Linked DNA regions of Mus musculus: all the other regions are linked to region 3. Evidence: chromatin contacts called from public promoter capture Hi-C data. All regions are on one chromosome and are shown on one strand. The core of a region is the stretch at or near the end of the contact, and the rest is flanking DNA. Distances in the headings are between cores, read along the strand shown. Region 1 overlaps Rps6ka5 (ribosomal protein S6 kinase, polypeptide 5). Region 2 holds the start of Ppp4r4 (protein phosphatase 4, regulatory subunit 4). Region 3 holds the start of Atxn3 (ataxin 3). Region 4 holds the start of Ttc7b (tetratricopeptide repeat domain 7B).

Evidence for each region. Promoter capture Hi-C pulls out the DNA fragments that hold promoters and counts their contacts.
Region 1: a promoter capture Hi-C map of pre-B cells shows a contact between it and region 3, with 2.6 times the contacts expected there. The contact joins the enhancer-like site here to the promoter of Atxn3 in region 3. A contact is called at or near these places in 10 of 39 promoter capture datasets (the 3T3-L1 cell line, 3T3-L1-derived adipocytes, the C10 cell line and 6 more) and 1 of 115 datasets of contacts at active chromatin or transcription factors (astrocytes).
Region 2: a promoter capture Hi-C map of pre-B cells shows a contact between it and region 3, with 4 times the contacts expected there. The contact joins the promoter of Ppp4r4 here to the promoter of Atxn3 in region 3. A contact is called at or near these places in 1 of 39 promoter capture datasets (pre-B cells) and 1 of 115 datasets of contacts at active chromatin or transcription factors (astrocytes).
Region 4: a contact with region 3 is called in a promoter capture Hi-C map of liver, with 2.7 times the contacts expected there. The contact joins the promoter of Ttc7b here to the promoter of Atxn3 in region 3. A contact is called at or near these places in 2 of 39 promoter capture datasets (both in liver).

The regions. Positions count from the first base shown.
Region 1 is chr12:100,710,320-100,713,019 of GRCm38.p6, reverse strand. All of the region lies in intron 1 of Rps6ka5 (ribosomal protein S6 kinase, polypeptide 5), which reads left to right. Among named protein-coding and RNA genes, the nearest start is that of Rps6ka5, 13 kb to the left of the region's middle. Within about 2 kb of position 1,424, at least 63 of the 459 cell types and tissues checked have an H3K27ac peak or open chromatin away from gene starts, as enhancers often do. A contact at or near this core is called in pre-B cells, where this site is marked.
Region 2 is chr12:103,531,220-103,533,919 of GRCm38.p6, reverse strand. It overlaps Ppp4r4 (protein phosphatase 4, regulatory subunit 4), which reads right to left and starts at 1,355. Exons shown (of 25, transcript NM_028980.3): 1 at 1,178-1,355. The coding sequence starts at 1,300.
Region 3 is chr12:101,956,981-101,959,680 of GRCm38.p6, reverse strand. It overlaps Atxn3 (ataxin 3), which reads left to right and starts at 1,438. Exons shown (of 11, transcript NM_029705.3): 1 at 1,438-1,547. The coding sequence starts at 1,524.
Region 4 is chr12:100,519,424-100,522,123 of GRCm38.p6, reverse strand. It overlaps Ttc7b (tetratricopeptide repeat domain 7B), which reads left to right and starts at 1,302. Exons shown (of 20, transcript NM_001033213.1): 1 at 1,302-1,553. The coding sequence starts at 1,433.

The DNA.
Region 1 (2,700 bases), core at 175-2,674, 1.2 Mb after region 3:
CGTATGATTAGCCTAGCTCTGCCTGGGTTATTTTCCCACTTATAAAGTCAATTAATTTGGTGCCTCATATCTGTAGAGCCCTTTTTTACAAAGTGATAAATTTACTTACTCTGGGAGGAGAGAGTATGAAGAGCGGTAGTGAAATGACTAGGGTCATTTTAGGATTTCTAGATGGTGAACTAGGAGAGATGACTACATAGCTCTGCAGAAAACATGGAACCTAGTTTAACATCGTAACTAAGGTAACTTTTAGGAGCCTTTGCCAGATTATGATGGATATATATATATATGGTGGTAGTAACTATGGATGATGAACTGTATGTGTTACAGTATGTACTTTAACTCATTTAGCTCAGACAGTAACATTGTGAATCATGTCCTGTTATTCTACTTTAGCAAATTGGGAAACTCAGTCTTCAACAGGTGGTTTGCTCAATGTTACCCCAGAAGCGAGTAAAAGAATCAGTTGAAACCCAAATAGGTTTGGGCTCAAATAAGAATCCTGGTGTCACAAAAATATAAATACCCCTAAAGCCAGGTAAGCAGGGAAGTTTTCTTTTGGAGATGCTCTAGAGAGAGGATTTAGAACTAAGTACTGAAAAACAAACAAAAAACAAAAATAAAGAAGGATTATCAAGAAAGTGAGTTGCTAAGACAGACTACAGAGGAAGAACCTGGATATAATCTCACAGTTTGTGGTTTTGGATGTGGATGGCTACTAAAGAGGATGGGGTGTGTATGCAGTGTCCGCTCCATTGGCCAGAGGAGCTGTGTTAAGGGCAGTCTGGTGGAAGATGAGTGGGGCAGAGTCGGATTGGAATGTTTGAAGGGTGAATTGCAAGGACCGTAACTTTTGAGAGACTTTGTTCTGGAGGGGATTGAAATAGGGACTTCAAGGAGGTTTATTTCCTGTTTCCTTGTTTTAGGATGACTGATGCTAGATCATGCTGAAACATCCGTGTGTCACAGAGACTGAAATGGCATTAGACCGTAAATGATGATGTCAAGAACCCCGAGAAGGGGAGCATTTAGTTTACCTGGGGCTGCAGGGCAGGCTGGTGTCTGATAAGAAAGCTGCTTTTGTTAGGAAAGGACTGGGGAGAGGATGCAGGTGCATTTGTAGATTTGGTGACAGGAAGATATGGAAGTTTTGAGGGCATGATTGTTTTGTTCCTCTGTGAATTGTAAAGAAAAGGCAATGCTTTATTCAAGATAAATAGCTACATTGTTTTAAGAAAAATGTTATTCTGGTCTTTGGAAAAAGTTCTAAGATACAGAAAAACATCCTAAGAGTATTATTTTACTTTCAGGCTATGAAGAAAAGCTTGTAGCATGTTGCAGAGCAACTCACTGAAGACATTTTCAGGCCCAGCCAATCAGGCGTTTCTGTGCTTTCCATGGTCAGAGAACTGAACATAGTCTCTAGCTCATGCCAGATTCTTAGTAAGCTTAATTTTCTGTTTCCTTTTGAAGTGGTTTAAGTTTAGTTTAGTTTAGTTTTAAATTATACTTATTTTGGTACATGTATTGGGGGGAAAGACCATTACTGTTTTGTTTTGACTCAGTTTTTGCATAAGTTTTGCATATGTTTCGTTGTATAATTCTAGAATCACTGGGATAAGTGATAATACACTGCTGTCGTATATACCCAGAGTACAGTACATCTTCGAGGTATGTGATCACAGCAATAAAGTGGGCAGCGTTGTTTAAAGTGCACAGATATTAAATATAACTTTGTTCGGCTGCCAGTGCTCTCCAGAGACATGGTTTGAGGCCCAACCACAACTCGAAAAAGCTTCACAGCAGTTTACCACCTGGCAGTTGAAGGGAACTCGATGTGCTAGCATTTTCGCCGAGTTTTCAAGTTCCCATGCATTTACTAAAATTGCACTACTTGGACTTTGTAGATAGGAGTCAAGGCTTTAGCATACAGTTAATGTGTGTTGTTAGGACTATGCTGGGCACTTCCTAACTGTAGCTTATCTGGTAAGTTACTTCATAAATATTTTTTCCCATGACAGAAAAAGGGGAAAACAAACCCTTCAAATAGCAGCAGCAGACTTTTTTTCTCACTGCATACAATTGTCACCTTCTGACTGAAATTAAATTAACCCAAGAATATTGTGTTTTGTAATACTGAATAATCAAGGATAAGGTTTTATGGGAAAAGCTATTTTATAATCCTACTTGGTTGGTCCCAGAAAATGAGATTATAAAATATACATTTTCTAGTTGGTATATTAAAAGATTTTAAGCATATTAAATAAGATCAAATCAGATTGTTTTCTAAACCTACTAAAAATTGGCTAATTAAGAGTTAACCCCCTTCCCTGTTTTCCTTCCCATAAACATACTTGTGTCTTCTTATCATATGAGCCAGCCAGCTAACCAGCCAACCGTTCCAAGTCCTCTAGTTACTGAAAAGTCTTCTTTGCACAGGGCTTTGCATAGGCTTTTTATTCCACTAGTTTCTATGTTTTCTCCCCCTAGACTCTGATGTGCTTTAGTGTCAGTTCTCAACTGCTCCACAGTTATGAAGCTTGTCCCTGCTTTGCTGGTCTGATAGGATGTCTCAGTTTGAATCTATTGTCACTTCTTTGGAGTACCTGGTGCTTGAGTGTTTATTGCTCTCCTTGTTTAACAACAGAATGCTTTTCTGCCTAGTTCTTTTCCCCACTGGCTTGCACTATCTCCTTCGTT
Region 2 (2,700 bases), core at 106-2,605, 1.6 Mb before region 3:
GATCTCCAGTTGAGTGCTGAGAGGGGGGACTATCTGTACTCTTCTGCCTTATAGACTGTAGGACCTCAATGGAATCAACTTCATTACACATACATACCACATGTGAACATATTTACCTATATATTCACATATTTTTTTGTCTTCAACGCAGTACCCCAAGCCGCTACAACATTTTCCACACTGGGAAATGCTTTAAAGGGGAGTTGAATAAAACAGAAAGGACAAGCTTTGTAGCTCCTGTTGGGAACCGAATGAACTCAGACGGAAAGAAAATCAAAGGCTCTAGAAAGGTAATGAAGAACTGGCAAGAAGGGTAGGGAAGGGGCCCATAAACTAGGTTTGTCATCTGTGAGGATGAGGGTTGAAACCCCACAAGGCTGGAAAGATGACTCTGCGGGGTTGGGGAGCGAGGTAGGGGGGGAAACAGAAGGTTGACTCCCCTCAAGGGGGCTGGGGAGCAGGGTCCCGCCTACAGTCCTGGAGGACCTGGGAGGAAAAGGATGCATGGTGACTCAGGATGGGAGGCAAGGGTTGAGGAGAAGCTTTCAAACCCTAAACTAGGGCGACTCTGGGAAGGGTGCCTCTCCTTGGAAGGTGAAGGAGGCCATGCTGCACGGGGAGACCCAAGCTTGATCTTATGCAGAGGTGGGGGTAGGACCGTGAAAGGATGGGACCTGAGACGTCCGGGCGAGAGATGGAACTAGGGCTGTGTGAAACCCAGGATGGGCCAGCGACCAGAACCTGGGACAGCACCACGGGCTGAGGAGCTGGCTGCGGAGGCTGGCCCCGAGAACAGCGGCTTGGCCGTTCCTGGGGGAGGCCGGAGCCGGGTGGGGCGCAGGGCTGGCCGCAGTCGGGGGACCAAGTCGGGGGGGCCCGGCTGATTCCAGTTAGTCAGGGGCAGGTTGATTTCAGTTCGGAGACTGGGCTGGCCGTAGTCAAGGGACCCAGCCGGCTCCAGTCAGAGGAAGGGACTAGCCTCAGTCAGGAGGCAGGGCTAGCTCTAGCCAGGGTAAGGGACTGGTTCCAGTCAGGGGTCAGGGACAGGCCGACCCTTGGCTGCGGCAGGGAATGAAGCTCTGAAGCGGCTGCGGTGACAGGGCGACTGGCGCTGGAGCGCCGAGGGGCAGTCGGACGGCGGGCAGCCCTGAGGGGAGCGTCTCTCGGTCCCGCGCACCTTGAGGCTCCGGCGGACCGGCCTCTCGATGATGGTGAGCTCCTGCAGGTCCTCCATGTAGCCAAACAGGCTGTTCTGCCCGAAATCCATCGCGACGCCGGCGTCGGGCGGCGGCGGATGCATGGACCGCCGAGGGGCTCCCTCGCCGGCCCGCCCGAGCGGCCCCGGGATGCCGGACGCGCGCAGCCCCGCGCCGCCCACCAGAAGGACTCTCTGGTCCCGCTCTCGGCCGCGGGGAAGCAGAGCAAGAGGCCGCAGGCGACGAGAACACGAGCGCGGCGGGAGCCGGAGAGCAGCGCACCGAGGGGGCGGGGCGGGTGGAGGGGGCGGGGCGGGTGGAGGGGGCGGGACCAGAACAGGGAGCCGCCTCAGCGGCCGCCTCGGCCCCGCCCCCGCCCGGGGTCTGCGCGCGAGGTAGGACGCAACTGCCGCGCAACGACGCTCCCTGGTCCGGCTCCCTGGGCCCCCGCCCCACCCTTATGGGGCGAGCCCCGCCCCTCGGCGCGTGCGCAGAGCTCTCCGCGTCCCCAGGCGGCCAGGAGGCGGGCCGGGGGCGGGAAATGGGCGCGGGCAGGCTGAGCCAATGAGAGTGAAGCGGGGGAAGTGTGCAGTGTGCTGGGCTCCTCTGCACCTGTGAGAGTGACTTTCTGGTTATTTGGTGGCTGCTCTGCTGGCCTGCTTCTGGTGTAGACAAGCCCCTGCTAACTCAACTCCCGGCCTAGGGACCCTCGAGTGGCCAAATCAAGCTGGTTTAGTGCCTAGTGTGTGCCTGAGGATAGGAGACAGGTATATGCGAATACAGTTCTGCAGTCCTGACGTTGGAAGAAGGAAAATGTCCCAAAATGCCTTCTTTAAAAAAAAAAAAAAAAAAAAAAAAGACCTATACTGAATCCTGAAAAATCAATAAGGATTTACTAAGAGAGGTTACAGCCAGCCCTTTCGGATAAAACTTGGGCCATGATGAGTGCAGCTCTTCTTAGAGAACTGGGAGGTAGTGCTTAGCACAGTGGGTAGAAAGAGATGTGTAAGACCTCGGTGGAGCACTACCTTGCTCTTGCTCTAGGGGAGCACATTGATTCAACTCGCTTACATTTGGTTCTAGTCAAAATAAGACAGGGAAGGGTTGGAGAGATGACCCAGTTGTTAAAAACACTGGCTCCTCTTCCAGAAGACACAGTTTCTATACCTAGCGCTACTGTAGGGACTAGTAAACCCCTGAAAGTCCAATTCCAGGGCCCTCTTTTGACCGCCTGACAATACGCAGACGTGCACAGCCATTTACATAGGTAAAAGTGCCACACCTGACACTCAGTTCCATCCATTGGACACAGTGAAAGAAGGGACTGAGTCTTACAAGTTGTCCAATGACCTCCACACTCACTCCATCTTACAGGCATGCACACACACACACCACACACATGATGTCTCAAAGAGTAAGAACACTTGCTGGGCAGTTCTAAAGAAATGAATTCAGATCCTAGCACCCACATTTAATAATAATAATTTTTAAAAAGCCAGCATGA
Region 3 (2,700 bases), core at 189-2,688:
TTCTAAGTCTTCATCCAAAGACTGCTAGTGGAAGACTGACTTCCAGGCAACTGGGGTGAGAGTCTTAAGCCCACACCCACCGTGACACACCTACTCCAGCCAGGTCATACCTATTCCAACAAGGCCACACTTCCAAATGGTGCCACTCCCTGGTCCAAGAATATACAAACCATCATAAGTACCTTTAGTTGCAGAGATATTTAAGCTCAGTATTTTCTAAATTAAAAGCCTTTTCTTCTCTTCCCAAGACCCTACTCATTCTGTAAAGTATTTCTGGTTGGAGTATCACTTCTGCTTTACATGGTACCTAGAGCAGAAACCCACAAGTCTTTCCTAACAATACCCCCATCCCACCCCAGTCCCTCATCAAAGTCTTCTGTTTCCTAAAGCTTCAAAGTGGTCTCTCTCCATTCTCAAATCACTACTGGAGTCCTGACCACCAGAGTCTCTTCATTTCTCCCCAAATGCCTTTCAAGTATTGTTCCCCAGTGATCCTCTAAAATCCTAATTTGACCCCATGTCTCTAGTTTTAAAAATCTTTAACCGCCTGTAGCTTTTTTTTTTTTTTTTTTTTTCCCGGTAGGGAGGTGGTGGACAGGGTCCTCCTATGTAACCCTGGCTACAGGCTGGCATAGAGCAGCTGTCCTCCAACACAACATATGCCTTCCTTACCTTCAGGTACAATGAGCCTTTAGGAGACTGGGCCTTTGCTACATTGAAGAACCTAAAATGGTTCCACCATACAAGATACAACGCCCAATACAACGCTTAATCTTTGTCAATCCCCCCCTCCCCACCCCCATCCCCTGCGCGAGCCACTCAATATTTTGCTGGATTTTTCACTTCCTCACCAACGCTTCCTCCTTCAGAGATGGCGTATTTACCCCAGGACCTGATATTCATTCCAACAGCCAACTATGTTGGACAGTGTGCTGTGCTAATTTCTTCGTACCTACATTTCTTTATTTGTATAATATTACAAAAGACACACACACATCAAAAAATGCCGTATTAAATTGCGCTTACAACTGGACTATTCTAAGTCAGTCCTAACTAAACATTAGCTATAGTTTTTACACAAATATTAGGTATGTGGAGAATGCCTCTTCTGGAATGAAGTCTTCAGTGGGAGAGGAGTTGCTCACATAAAGATGAGGAGAAAGGACCAAAGAAGGTGGAGATGGAAAAAAAAAAAAAAAAGAAAAAAAAGAACCTAAAACTTGGCTGCGAGGATTCTCTTCTAGAACCCTAGAATCACAAGATTGTCCCGCGTAGAGAAGTTCCTCCGCACAGCAGGCGGCGCCGCAGCATCACGCTTGCCGCGGGGAGGACCAACGCCGCCCAGGTCACGTGTCCCGTGCTCCCGGGTTCGCGTGCCTCGTGACGTGCGCCCGCAGTAGTGATTGGTTGGCGAGAGGCACGTGGCTAGGGCGGGGCGGACCGGGGCTGAGGGGTGGGGCCGGGGGCGGAGCTGCTGGAGGGGGCTGCTCCGCGCCGGGGCCGTTGGCTCCAGACAAATAAACATGGAGTCCATCTTCCACGAGAAAGTGAGTGTGGGCGTTCGGTGGGGAGCCGTCCTCGGCTCGGCGGCGGGCGTGGGGAGCAGCGACGCCGCTTCAGGAACTCAGGCGGGGCCCGAGCGCCCCCATCCCGACCTGGCTGGGTGAGGGGTGCTTCCTGCCTTCTCCCCATGGCTCCGCTCGTGAAGCCTCCCGCATGCGTTCCCGGCACCCTCGCCCTAGAAGACCGGGCGGGTAGCCTGGGCATTTCGGGGGGCTTCACCCGGAGGATTAGCGCGGGCGTTCCTTGTCCACTTGCCACACCTTTTCGGGTTTCTTCTCTCTTCTCTCTTAGGGTCTAGTCTAGCGAGTCGCCTTTTCAGCACCTGGCGGACCCTTCCCAACTCCACCCACGCCCCCTAACCTGTCCTCTGGCAGATCCAACTTTCTCTCTCAACTCAGTTCTATAATGGAATGCTCCATGCATTTAGATCTTGATTATCCATCCCACGTCTTTCTGCAGTTGTGACCGTGGCTTTCCCATTAAAGGGCCTGACACTTCGGAAGTAAAGTAGGAAACCCCGGAGGGAAGTCGTCATAAGAGTTTTTATTACGGGGATGTTTGGGTTGTTCTCCCATTTTTCCGGACCAGGAGGCCAGCTTTGTTTTTAGGTATTATGGATAGATTAGAATCGTTCTACTGTGTGATTTGGCTTAGTCTCTTCCTCACCTTAATTCCTAAGTGACTACGCTTAAAAGTATTGCTGTGACATCTTGAGAAACTGGTCTATGTTCGCATACAATTATCAAGTCATTTGGGTGTTTCTCGGACAACCATGTTTCATAATCATTTTAGGTTTGGAGAGGGTTGCTAGTTGAGACTATTATTTCGTTGGGAGCAAAGGCCTTTGTTTTTATCACTTGTAAAGGAGCATTGACTCATAGTGTTTAAAATCCACGCACAACAAAAAGACAAAAATGATGTGAATCTAAGGACGTTGTTAAATGAAGTGCTCTTAAGAAGACATTTTGAGTGTTTTGGAACTGGAACAAGTTAGTTTGTGACAGGATTTCTTGTAGCCCAAGTTGGCTCCAGACTCCCATCGTCCTGTCTCTGCCTCCTGAGAGCTGGCTGGGATGATGGCCACGTGCTATGACTGAGTGAGCTCCCCCTCCCGGCCCCCTCCCCACATTCATTTGT
Region 4 (2,700 bases), core at 53-2,552, 1.4 Mb after region 3:
TCTTCATTTATCCCCAGGGCATGAGAGAAAAGCCTGCACTTGATAGCTTTGGAAAGCTGGAGGAGACACACCCAAAGAGGATGAACCTGGTGACAGGGTACTGCCCAGATGACAGCTCCATCCTCAGAGGCAGTATTGCAGAGTCCAACACCCCCACTGCCCCTGAAGCCACATTCCCTGACCAACTTTCCCAAATACTGGTCATGTCCATACTTGCAGGCCTTGCCATTGCATGCCTGACTAACATGCAGGCTCCCTATCTCACCAAGAAGAAAGACAGTCTTTCTAATGATCCAGAAGGCCGGGCATGGACTAACCCCCACCCTCCTGACATCATCTGCTCAGCTCCTTGCCTTCATTCCACCCCAGCCACTCTGGCCTTTTTCTAACTCACCAAATATAGTAAAGCCGAGGCCTTTGCTCTGCCTGTAATGATCTGCCCTCCCCACCTCCCATATCCCCCCGACTCTCATCTTTAAAACTGTCAAATATCACTTCAACACCATCCTTAACCAACCCATAACCTAATTTGCTACTTTATTTTGCTTAATTAATTCATTTCCATGAATGGGCTATGAACTTTATACCCACTTTGAAGCAAAGTTGTACCCACTTCGTTCCGTTTCCACAGCCCTAAAACACTACCTAGCTCTGTGTGGGTGACCTCTGACTCTATAGTTACTGAATAAATTACACAAGTGAAATAATGTTCAGCTTAGACACCTGCCCCTGCTCTCAGTTACAAGGTCAAGGCCTGGAAATGCCACTTATGAGTTGGTATTCTCCTCAGAGGGCAAGGGAGCTGGCATCTGGGCTTGCAGCTACACACACACACACACACACACACACACACACACACACACACACACGTCCTCCCTCACTTTCTTCCAACACACACTTAAGGAACTTCGGGCAGGTTCTGGAGGAGCATGAATCTCCACTGCTTCTGGCCACATGATGGGGACGGAGGCTACCTGGGGCAGAGGGGAGCCTGAGGAGGGGCGCAGGCCAGCACAAGCAACCTGCGATGGCAGGGCCAGCCGAGGCAGGCTCGCCCTTCACGCCCTCTCGCACTAGAAACCCCGGCCTTTGGAGCCCCAGAGCATCCTCGGGGTGGCTGCCCTGGCTTGACCCCTCACCGCTCCAGGTTCGCTCCTGAGCACCGTCCCGCGCTCCTCATTGCTGTCCGGCCTCCGCCCCGGCCCGCTGCGGCTCCGGCCCTGGCCGGCAGGGGCCGCTCCTCGCGGCGCCCGGGGCCCCGCCGCGCCCGCCGCCGCCCGCTCCCCGCCCCTTCCCCGGCCGGCGTTCCCGTTACGCCGCCGAGCCGGGAGCCGGAGCCGGAGCCCGCGGCCGCAGCGGGAGGCGGCGCGGGGCCCGGCGGCGGCGGGGCCTGCGGGGCCTGCGGGCGCGCGCCGGGCCGGCCAGGGCGGCCATGGCGACCAGGAAGGCGGGCTCGCGGCTGGAGACGGAGATCGAGCGCTGCCGCTCCGAGTGCCAATGGGAGCGGATCCCCGAGCTCGTCAAGCAGCTGTCGGCCAAGCTCATCGCCAACGGTACGCGCGGACGCACCGGGGCTTGCGGGACCGCCGCGGCCTCCGGGGCTAGGCCTGAGGCTCCGGGCGCGAGCAGGGGCGCGGCCGGGCGGCGAGGCGCAGGCCGCGCGGTGTGCGCGGGCCAGGCCCTTGGGGAACGCGGGGTCCTCCGGTCACGCGGCGTGCGGCTGGGCGGGCGGGCTGTGCCTGTCGGAGCCTTGGAGTCCTGACGTGCAGGCTGGAGAGGTTCACCGACCCCAGAGACCGGAGGCCAGCCCCGGGCTTCCAAGAAGTTGGAGCTTGTGTGTGTGTGTGCGTTTGTGTGTGTATGGAGCCCCCCGGGACATACCTGTGGGCATCTGGGGACCACCAGAGTGTGTGTGGTGTGCTCAGGGGTCCTGTGATGGAGATGTTGTGAACATATGGTAATCAAGGGCCCCAGGAGGGAGCTCAGACTTGGAGGGTGTCAGGGGTGGCATTGGCAGGTTGGGATTTGTGTCTTGAGGTCAAGACAGTTGGGTGTCAAATCTGCAGACCCAGAGAGGATAGGGTGGAGAGTACAAGGGAAACAGAGTCAGGGAGTCTGGGAGAAGGTTACTGGGCAGGAAGATGAGACTGTATTAACAATGAGGGAAATGGAGCTGATTGGATGAGGGGCCTGGTGCGCCCAGGAACCAGGATCTGACTTGGGAAACCTGGCGGCTGGACTTGGCCAATGACCCCATTTGCTGAATTGGTTCTTCCAACCCATCAAACCAAAACTGCAGCCAAAATCACATTCCAGAGCGAGACTCCACGTGGCCTTATTTGTTTTGGAAGCAAGTATGGTTAATATTTGCTTGTCTTTTCGTACGCGCCAAAACCACAGGCAGGCACTTGGAGCCTGGGCAGAGAGGGCAGAGGATTTTGTCCTCCTTCACCTCTGGCTTCCCAAGACTGTCTGAGCAGGCGTGGGACAGACAAATCACAGAGGGAATGAATGAAGGACTGACACTGCTCATTCAAGGAAGGACATGTGTACTCTTTTCAACCTTCACCCCGAACTACCCAGAAACGGACAGGGAAATCTCATAGCCTCTTTAAGGTTGGTGGTTGTTTGTGATTTTATGAAAATAGCGCCTGGAAATGAAAACTTAACAAAACCAAACCAAACCAGGTTTCTCTATAT